3 separate regions of the Mus musculus genome follow, and regions 2 and 3 are each linked to region 1. Evidence: chromatin contacts called from public Hi-C data. All regions are on one chromosome and are shown on one strand. Each heading gives the region's core, a stretch centred on a gene start, on an enhancer-like site or on the middle of the called end of the contact. The rest is flanking DNA. Distances are from core to core; before and after follow the strand shown.

What was found. A called contact is a pair of places that touch in the nucleus more often than the background predicts.
Region 2: a contact with region 1 is called in a Hi-C map of the C2C12 cell line, with 4 times the contacts expected there. The contact joins two enhancer-like sites. A contact is called at or near these places in 5 of 39 promoter capture datasets (the 3T3-L1 cell line, HPC-7-derived erythroid cells and embryonic stem cells), 8 of 484 Hi-C or Micro-C datasets (B cells, the C10 cell line, the C2C12 cell line and 5 more), 5 of 115 datasets of contacts at active chromatin or transcription factors (the SCID.adh cell line and embryonic stem cells) and 3 of 9 other capture datasets (adipose tissue, liver and pancreatic islet).
Region 3: a Hi-C map of the C2C12 cell line shows a contact between it and region 1, with 2.4 times the contacts expected there. The contact joins two enhancer-like sites. A contact is called at or near these places in 4 of 484 Hi-C or Micro-C datasets (the C2C12 cell line, ECoMG-derived neutrophils, embryonic stem cells and 1 more), 2 of 115 datasets of contacts at active chromatin or transcription factors (both in embryonic stem cells) and 2 of 9 other capture datasets (adipose tissue and liver).

What each region holds. Positions count from the first base shown.
Region 1 is chrX:163,937,302-163,940,226 of GRCm38.p6, reverse strand. Zrsr2 (zinc finger (CCCH type), RNA binding motif and serine/arginine rich 2) reads left to right here. Exons shown (of 11, transcript NM_009453.3): 9 at 53-108; 10 at 812-921. Among named protein-coding and RNA genes, the nearest start is that of Zrsr2, 20 kb to the left of the region's middle. Within about 2 kb of position 1,421, at least 59 of the 459 cell types and tissues checked have an H3K27ac peak or open chromatin away from gene starts, as enhancers often do. A contact at or near this core is called in the C2C12 cell line, where this site is marked.
Region 2 is chrX:164,058,291-164,061,215 of GRCm38.p6, reverse strand. No RefSeq gene overlaps it. Among named protein-coding and RNA genes, the nearest start is that of Siah1b, 17 kb to the left of the region's middle. Within about 2 kb of position 1,360, at least 4 of the 459 cell types and tissues checked have an H3K27ac peak or open chromatin away from gene starts, as enhancers often do. A contact at or near this core is called in the C2C12 cell line, where this site is marked.
Region 3 is chrX:164,012,216-164,015,140 of GRCm38.p6, reverse strand. It overlaps Car5b (carbonic anhydrase 5b, mitochondrial), which reads left to right. Exons shown (of 8, transcript NM_181315.4): 2 at 147-338. The coding sequence starts at 197. Among named protein-coding and RNA genes, the nearest start is that of Car5b, 14 kb to the left of the region's middle. Within about 2 kb of position 1,555, at least 88 of the 459 cell types and tissues checked have an H3K27ac peak or open chromatin away from gene starts, as enhancers often do. A contact at or near this core is called in the C2C12 cell line, where this site is marked.

The DNA of each region.
Region 1 (2,925 bases), core at 172-2,671:
TGTGTGTGTGTGTGTGTGTGTGTGTGTGACAGAATTCTTCTTTGTTCCTTAGGTCAGCTGCAACCTGGAACCTCATCTGAGGGGCAATGTGTATGTTCAGTACCAGTCGTAAGTATTGGGGACATACACACATCGTCCATGTTTCATCATAGCTATGGCATTGTTTCTTTGATGTCTGTCACTGAATATGTAGCTTTCCTATGCATGATACTTTTCAAAATGTCAATATGAAGAGCTCATAAACAGTCAAGATGTGAAAATAATACTCTTTTATTTCATTCTTTTTATACTTCTGAAGTTTTGATTCTTTCATACAGTATAATCTTCATAAAAATACAAACTGAATAAAGGCTAATTGGAATAGAGTAGAAAATACCAATCTAAGGTACAAAGGGTTAAAGCTCCCAATAGGGTGCACTTGACCAGATAGCAATGTAGTTACTGAGTCATTCCTGCATGTATTGCCATTTCTCTAAGCAGTGCCATGGCTAATGGCTTCAATTAGCCATAGTAGTAAGGACAGCAGAGACAGCATGGGTTCTAGCAAGGGGAAACACTTTTGCACATGTAATTGTCAAATCTTGCAGATTAAGAAGCTTTAACTAGCCAATTTCCATGTGACAAAACTTTTCGGAAGTCAATGAGAAAGGTCTCTGAATAAACTAGGCTGTGGGAATCTGAATGCTCTGAGGACTACCTAGGCAATACAAGAGCTGAAGTCCTACAGTAAGCGGACAAGGGGCTAATTTAGAGTAGGTTTGCTATGTTGTGAGAGTTACTATAAAGCACACCCTTGATTTTTGCCTCCAAGGGAAGAAGACTGTCAAGCAGCCTTTTCTGTTTTTAATGGACGATGGTATGCAGGACGACAGCTCCAGTGTGAATTCTGCCCAGTGACCCGGTGGAAAATGGCAATTTGTGGTAAAAGCCAATGTAGTGGTACCCTTCCCCCACAGCTAGCTGCACTATACAAAAGGGATCTTCATAGGAAGAAAGCAGTATTTTAGAGGGATGAAGCACCACTTTTGTCTCATACTACAGATGAGTAGTTCCATAAAGGACACCATAGTGTAGATATGGTTTAGATCTTTAACAGGTCTGTGCTTCACTCTGTGGATGAAATAAATGCCTGAGGTCACACTATATTGGTGACAGAATTGCAAGTTGATTTTCAGTCTTCAGATCCTCAGTTCTGGGTTCTGTGTGTGACACTGCAGCAGCATCTAAACTAAAGATACCCACACTAAACCACGCTGCACTTTCAAAGGTGTTTTCTATTCATTGGCTTTCCTCACTTGAGCTGTTTGTTTCAGGCTCAGTCCCTAAGCACTCTTCCGTCATGACCAGCACAATCATTACCCATGGCTAACATTTCCCACATTACTTGAAGTAGGTGTGGATCAGTTTAGTTGTACACTGGGTGCTCTCAGTTACACTGACTCATCTGAGCGCGGCTGCCAAACCAGGAATGATTCAGCACTGCACAGTAGCCAGCTGCTGTGAAGCTCTCATCATTTTCTGATTGCTAAGAGAGTGCCGAGCCAGATCAGTCTGCAAGTTCCCCAGATGAAGAGACACAAAGCTCTAATACCTCACGGGTATTCTTCTCCCTTCTCTCTGGGTTTTTCTGCTCTTCCTTCCCAGGTGCTTAAAACTGGCGTAAAAAATATGTAATTTATCAAGCAAGTCTAAATCTTGAACAGCCTTCTCTTAATGGATGCTGTCATTTAAGAAACATTTATGGTGGGCATGGATGGTACCACCTTACATTCCAAAACTTGTCTAGGGAGGCCAAGACAGGATTGTGAGTTCAAAGCCAGCTTGGACTATATAGTGAGACCTATTCTTGAAATAAATAAACTAATTTATTGATCAATTTTAAAAAGGAGGGGCTAGAGAGATGGGGATCTGATATCTTCTTTTGATCTCCATGGGCACCAGGCATGTATATGATGCACATATGTAAACACAGTCAAAACACTCACATACATAAAATAAACCTTAAAAGTTTCAAAACTAAATAAAAAATCCTGGGCAGTGATGGTGCACATCTTTAATCCCAGCACCCTGGAGGCAGACACAGGTGGTTCTCGGTGAGTGTGAGGCCAGCCTGCTCTCTACACAGGGGGTTCCACGACACCCAGGGCTACACAGAGAAACCTTGTCTTGAAAAATCAATCTCTCTCTCTCTATTATATATAGGAATACATACATATATATATGTGTATATATATGTGTATATATGTGTGTGTATATTTGTGTGTGTATATATATGTGTGTGTGTGTATATATATGTGTGTGTGTATATATATATATGTGTGTGTGTGTATATATATATATATATGGAATTTTCGAATTCCTTGCTAGGAAAATGAAAACCACTATTACACCCTAAGATTAAGGGTTGGAAGCTGGGCGGTGGTGGCCCATGCCTTTAATCCCAGCACTTGGGAGGCAGAGGCAGATGGATTTCTGAGTTCGAGGCCAGCCTGGTCTACAGAGTGAGTTCCAGGACAGCCAGGGCTATACAGAGAAATCCTGTCTTGAAAAACCAAAAAAAAAAAAAAAAAAAAAAAAGATAAAAGATTAAGGGTTGGGTATATAAACAGGATGGTAGTATATTTTTTTTATAGGAAGTTTAATTTTGCAAGTTTCTAGAGTTCTAGAAATGCAGGGTGATTCCAGTGATATACTTGAGTAAAACTCAAACCTCAAACCAGGAGTTTTGTTTCGTTAAAACCAGCAACAAAATATAAACAGCTTTAGTATTTTTCTCAGTAACTAATAACTAACTTTTTTGTCTCATTATTCTGGTATATCTTCTTTAGAGAGATCTCTATTTAGATAGTTACCAACTTCTAATCAGCTACATCATTTTATTATTCAGCTATAGTTCTTGATAGATTCTCTATACCAGTACCTGAT
Region 2 (2,925 bases), core at 111-2,610, 120 kb before region 1:
AGCTTCTCTAAACCCACTTAGTGCTATGTACAGGGGGAGCGAGGCAGCTCTTCACATAGCTGAGGGGATTGAAGACGATTCTCGGCTGCAGATTGATTCCACAGAAGCAAGAGAATTGTGGTCTCCACCTTTAAAAACCCTTCCCTTAGCCCCTGCTGGACAACACACCTTTGATTTGGCTTTTGTTACCTTGCTAGCAGGTTTTAATCAATTCAGCTAATTACAATTTAAATTGAATCTGTGGTTTATTTCCTGGTGTATCAAACTTTGTAACATTTTTGGATGCTCCAACAAGATCCCTGGAGGACCCAGACTCAGGGACAGGAATTGGGATGATTCCCAAGTGAGAGCAAGCCTGAGGTGGAATTGGAAGCCCAGAGAGCCCAAGACCACTGCTGCCACAAATTTAAGGTTGCTAGTAGGGAATTGGCCTCATAAGAGGCCTGGGAGCATATAGCCCTGGACAGGAATGAGCATTCTTGCAGTGAAAGGTAAACCTCCATTGTCTCCATTTAAGGACCAGGACTGATTTTTTTAAAAATCCATAAGGTACAGCTTCAGGAACAGACCGTAAGTCCCAGAAACTAAGTCATAAGACACCAGCTCTAGGAAGAATCCATAAAATCCAGAATAAGATCATAATACTCTCTCTCAAAGAATAGCCTAGGGATAACCACAAAAATGGGGAAATATCTTATCTCAGAATGGGCCATCTGTGCTGGACAGCCCTATTTCATATGATTAAACATTCATGACATAGGAATGCAGACCACTGGCCACCTGTGACCCCTAGCACCCACCAATGAAATTTAGATTACTGAATCCTTCTAGAGAGTTCCCCTGGTTACCTATAAGGACTGTGTGCCTTTGTCGGGGGTCACCATAACCATTTCAAAGAACTGTTGACCCCTGCATGCTGGTTGTTTCTCCAGAATAAATGCTCTTTGTTTTCACATACTGAGTAGGGGAAGGAGGCCTTCCTTCAGCGGTTTTTGGGCCCTTACAGCAGATTTGAGAGGCCTGGGGAGCTCAGACTTTGACTAGCACAAATTTACAAATTGAAAACAAAATGAAAATAAATTGCTGGCCAATATGCTCTGAAACTCAGACCAGTTGGTGAGTTGTTGTGTTCTGTTTTGGAATGCAGACATTTGGAGAGACATGGGGGAGATTGAAGCAGTTATAGGCCCAGTCTCTGGGACAGAAGAGATGCCCTTCTGTGCTGGTTCTGGTGTGTGCGTAAAGGAATCTGCCATGTCTGCGTTTGTTTAGTCTTCTCTGACTGTTGACACATGATACTCTTTCCAGACTGCCCCTGAGATGCATACTGTAATGCTTTCAGGAGTCCCATGAGGCAGACTATGGGGCTAAATTGTCACCACAGAAGCTCTGCTAGAATGGTCCACTTTTGATGTGGAGTGGCCAGATGCAGGATCATTCAACCCTCAGACTGCCAAGGGAGTCTGGCAGGTGGGTACAGGGAATCTTGGCCACCCTGATCAGTTTCCTTACATTGCCCCCCCCCCCCCCCGTTCTCCCTCCTCCATGGCTGGAATGTACCCTTAAAGGAGCTCCTCTGTTTTAGTCTCAAAGTCAGTGAGCCAGAGCTGAATACGAACCTTAGTAAAAAGCCACCACTCTCCATTATAGCCTCTTACAGTCCACACATTCAGCCAGTCCAGGACCCAACTGTGTCTGAAGGGGACTCCAACTGTGGTCCCAAGAATTTATCTCAATTGTTCTCGCTTTCATTTGGTTTTGCCCTCACTTCTGCCTGACTGGCTTTTACCTCTGAATACTGAGTCAGAAACCCCCTGTTCTCCCTCGACCCCCTCTGGAGGAAGGAGGCAACCGGGAACAGACCTTACCCAGACCTTACCTTTTTTTCAACCAGTGGTTTGTATAACTGGAAGACCCAGAGACGCTTCCCTTTTCTGAGAAACCTCAGGCTCTCATCAGCCTATTAGAAAGTGTTTTCTTATCATCCCACCTGAGCTGATTGTAAGCAGCTTTTAGGTCTCCTTTTCACTACTGAGGAAAGGGGCCAGATAATAGCAAGCCAGGAACTAGCTGCAATGGGCCCAGGGCCCCCGGGGTTCAATGCAGAAAGGTGATCTAAGTGAATATTGTCCTCAACCTTACCAAACTGGGATGCCAACACTGACCAAGGTAAGGAGGCATTCAACACTCATCGCTAGGCCCCATCAGCAGCAATGGGTTGAGCTTCTTGAAAGTCAACTAATCTCTGAGAAATGGACACTCTCCTGCTGGGTTCCTGGCGTGTCTCTGAGAAACTTACTGGAAGTTCATAGCCATTGATCCTTATGCCCCAGGGAAACAGTCGGCTATTCATGTTGCTTTCCTTGCCCAGTCAGCCCCAGACAGCCCCAGATATTGGCAGAAAGTTACAAAGATTAGAAGGGTTGGAAGGAATGAATAGGTCATAGCTATTAGAGATAGCTCAGGAGACTTTTAACAATAGAGATCCAGATGGGACGAAACACAGGAGGCTTGCCATGATAATGGCAGCCATGTTCAGAGAAGGATCCAAGAGAAGCCAAAAGTACCTTAGGCACCCCAATCAGCATTGTGCCATGGTGGAGAAAGACCCAAGACACAGAGAGGACAAAAGCCTTCTAATTCTCAGGTGGCTTGTCCTTCACTCTCCCGGCTTTCCCCCTCCCCTCCCCTTCTCACATGGTCCAGCTTAGGGGTCAGCTTCAGCCTGGACTCTCCCACATGTCTCTGCCTCTGGCTATGCTATCCCTTTTATCTACAGTACATTTTTTTCTCCACTATACCTAGAAGTGGAGTGGTCCTGTCCTTCCTTTTTGATTTCTCTTTTTCATTTGAAGAATACTTGATAAACCCATGTACTTTTGCTCCTGTAACCTCCTCCGTGAGAGATCATGGCATTCAAAAATA
Region 3 (2,925 bases), core at 306-2,805, 75 kb before region 1:
AAAACAAGAGTGAATAAACTATCGACTCTCATTGGCCCCACCCCCGCATCAGGACACGGACTGATCTTTCCAGTGGTGTCTTCTCCCAGGTTTCCTTGGGCTTTTCACTGCTTGCTGAGTTTAGCTTTCCTTCCTCTGTCCTCCAGGTCTTAGGTTCCCGAGCTGCTTAGCCATTGCTGGGTATTCCAAGCTAAAGATGGCTGTGATGAATCACCTGAGAGTGATTCTACAAGTCTCTTCGAGTACATTGCCATGGAGAAGGTGCTGGGTTCCGAGGTTGGTGCCACGGAGGTCCTGCAGTCTCTATACCTGCACATACAGAACCAGGAACCGAGCCTGTGAGTACCCCACTCCATGAAGAGAGTGAAAAGTTTGCTTGCTAACTACCTGTAGGCATTCCAGTGTGGGATTATACACCTTAAGAATGGTGAACATGACTGTAAAGACAGCAGACATGGAAAGTCCTTTTCCACCTGTTTTAGTATGCTAGATGATGTCATGCTGAAAGTGGACAAGGGCTATGAAGATGTTGAAATGTCTTGAAGTCTGGTATCTTACCATTCGTTTCCTTTGACTAAGGTTGACCTACAAACTACAAATTGTTACAGTGGATTATCTATCTATCTATCTATCTATCCATCCATCCATCCATCCATCCATCCATCTATTGGTTTTTTGAGACAGGGTATCTCTGTGTAGCCCTGGCTACCCTGAAACTCTCTCTATAGACCAGGGTGGTCTTGTACTCACAGAGATCTGCCTGCCTCTGCATCATGGGTGCTGGGACTAAAGGCCTGCACCACCACTGCCTGGCTGTTGCACTGGATCTTACATTTATAGAATTTGCATATAGGGTTTTGCAAGTGGGTCATTGTGTTCATGCTCCAAAATATTCTGTCTGGAGTTATAAATCCAGGAGTTAATTGTAGCTGACCAGCTTGCAATTGTGTGCTCAACTGTAAACATGGGCGATGAAATGAGGCAGCATATGTTCTTCCTTCAACGCCCTGCTGCTCCCTCGGAGACTCGAGTGATTGTCCATAGCATGGTGTTGCAGGAATTCTCTACCTTGGCACCGGCACAGGGCTGGGGGGTGGGGAGGTATATTTACTCCCTCGAGCCCAGGCTCCCATTGCCCCCAAATATAAAAACCAAAAGTAGATATTTCTCTATGAATTCTAGGGAACAAAATTGCCCCCTGGATAAGAACCAACCATTGAGATGAGGAGAAAGAATGCATTTGTGACACGGTTCATTTGAGTTTATGGGCAGATGAGGTCGCTAACTAACTAACTAAAGAGGAAATTTCCACTACCAGAAAATAAAACATTGCAACAAAGCCCCACACAGATGTCTTGAATGTTGGCCTGCACTGAGACCTAAGTTTTTCCCTGACTCCATGTGTAAAAGACGGGTAAATGAAAATGCTTGCCCACAACGGTATTAATCTCACTTAAGCCTGGGATTCAAAAACTGCTCTATAAATCTATGTTAACTGAAAGTTCCCTTACCCTCAGCACTGGGTGTCTTCTCGTTAAGAGAAACTGGCCTGAGTCATAAGAAATTTCTGGTTGTTGGGTGTGGCATCCTACAAGCATGCCCACATACTATCCAGAGTGTGAATTCAGTACTTTGTGGTTTATGACCTGAAATGGAAAAAATTAGTCATACTTATCCAGCTAATGAAGCTTTCTTCTTTTGTTTTTTTAGCAGGAAGCTAAAAGTTACACATTTAAAATCCTGTGGGCTGTGACTTTAGGACAGGATTTGCAGCAGACAGTAGTGGCAGAGAGGACCAACTTCCTTTGAGTAATCTCCCTCATACTCAGACATGTTCTTGTTTCTGACTTGGTGAGGAAAATCGGGCACAGTTTCCTTCTTTTTGACTCTTGGCATATAACAGCATCCCAACGTTTTTTTCAGGCAGGAGAATATTATGGTCTTTGCTGCCCCACTGAGCATATGTCCTTGTCTGTAGGCCTATATCCTTCCCCTGCTTAGTTGGAAAGATAATACTTATTGTTTCTGACAATTCAATAGCCCAACAGAAGGGTGGCTACTTGGAGACAGGAAAGGATGTGAAAGATTAAAAATTCAGCTCTGGTGCTTCTTTTAGTGTCATAGTCATTCTTACCTTCATCCTTTTTGTCATCTTTATAGGTTCGATACTTGTGTCCGGGTTCAAATCTGACCATTTTATCTGTTGTTTGTCTGCTTTTATGTACTTCAGACTGACTTCCGACTCTCTATGTAGCCCAGGATGGTCTTGAAAAGTTTTTGGGTTTTTTAGATTTATTTATTTATTATGCATACATGGTTCTACCTGCATGTATGCCAGAAGAGGGCATCGGATCCCATTACAGATGGTCATGAGCCACCATGTGGTTGCTGGGAATTGAACTCAGGACCTCTGGAAGAGCAGCCAGTGTTCTTAACTGCTGAGCCATCTCTCCAGCCTCAGGCTGGTTTTGAAATTTGGATCTTCTTCTTGCCTTAGTCCCTGGGTGTGCCAATGTGACGGTCATGCACCTCTACACCCAGCTTCCAATCTGGCCTTCTTAAGGTCATGTAAAGCAGACCAAGAGGTAAAGGAAGTAGAAGATTGTGGGAACTGCAGAAGCACACTGCCATTCACCTTCTTTCTCTGCCCAGGAACCATGGGCTGTCTATTCAAATTGCTGTTTACTGTTTTCCTGAGATGCAGTCAGTAACTCTTAAAGACTTAATAGGCTATATACCTATTACCAGAGATGAAAATAAAATTAGTTTTACTCAGAGTGCCATTTAGCTTAATTGTTACATTAAACAAAATTAGGCGTAAGAACCTAAAACACGGGAAAATGAATTTGATGATTTAGTGATTTTTAATTTAATGAAAGGCATAAAGAAGATCATGGCGCATAAAAATGGGGCAAACTTATTATT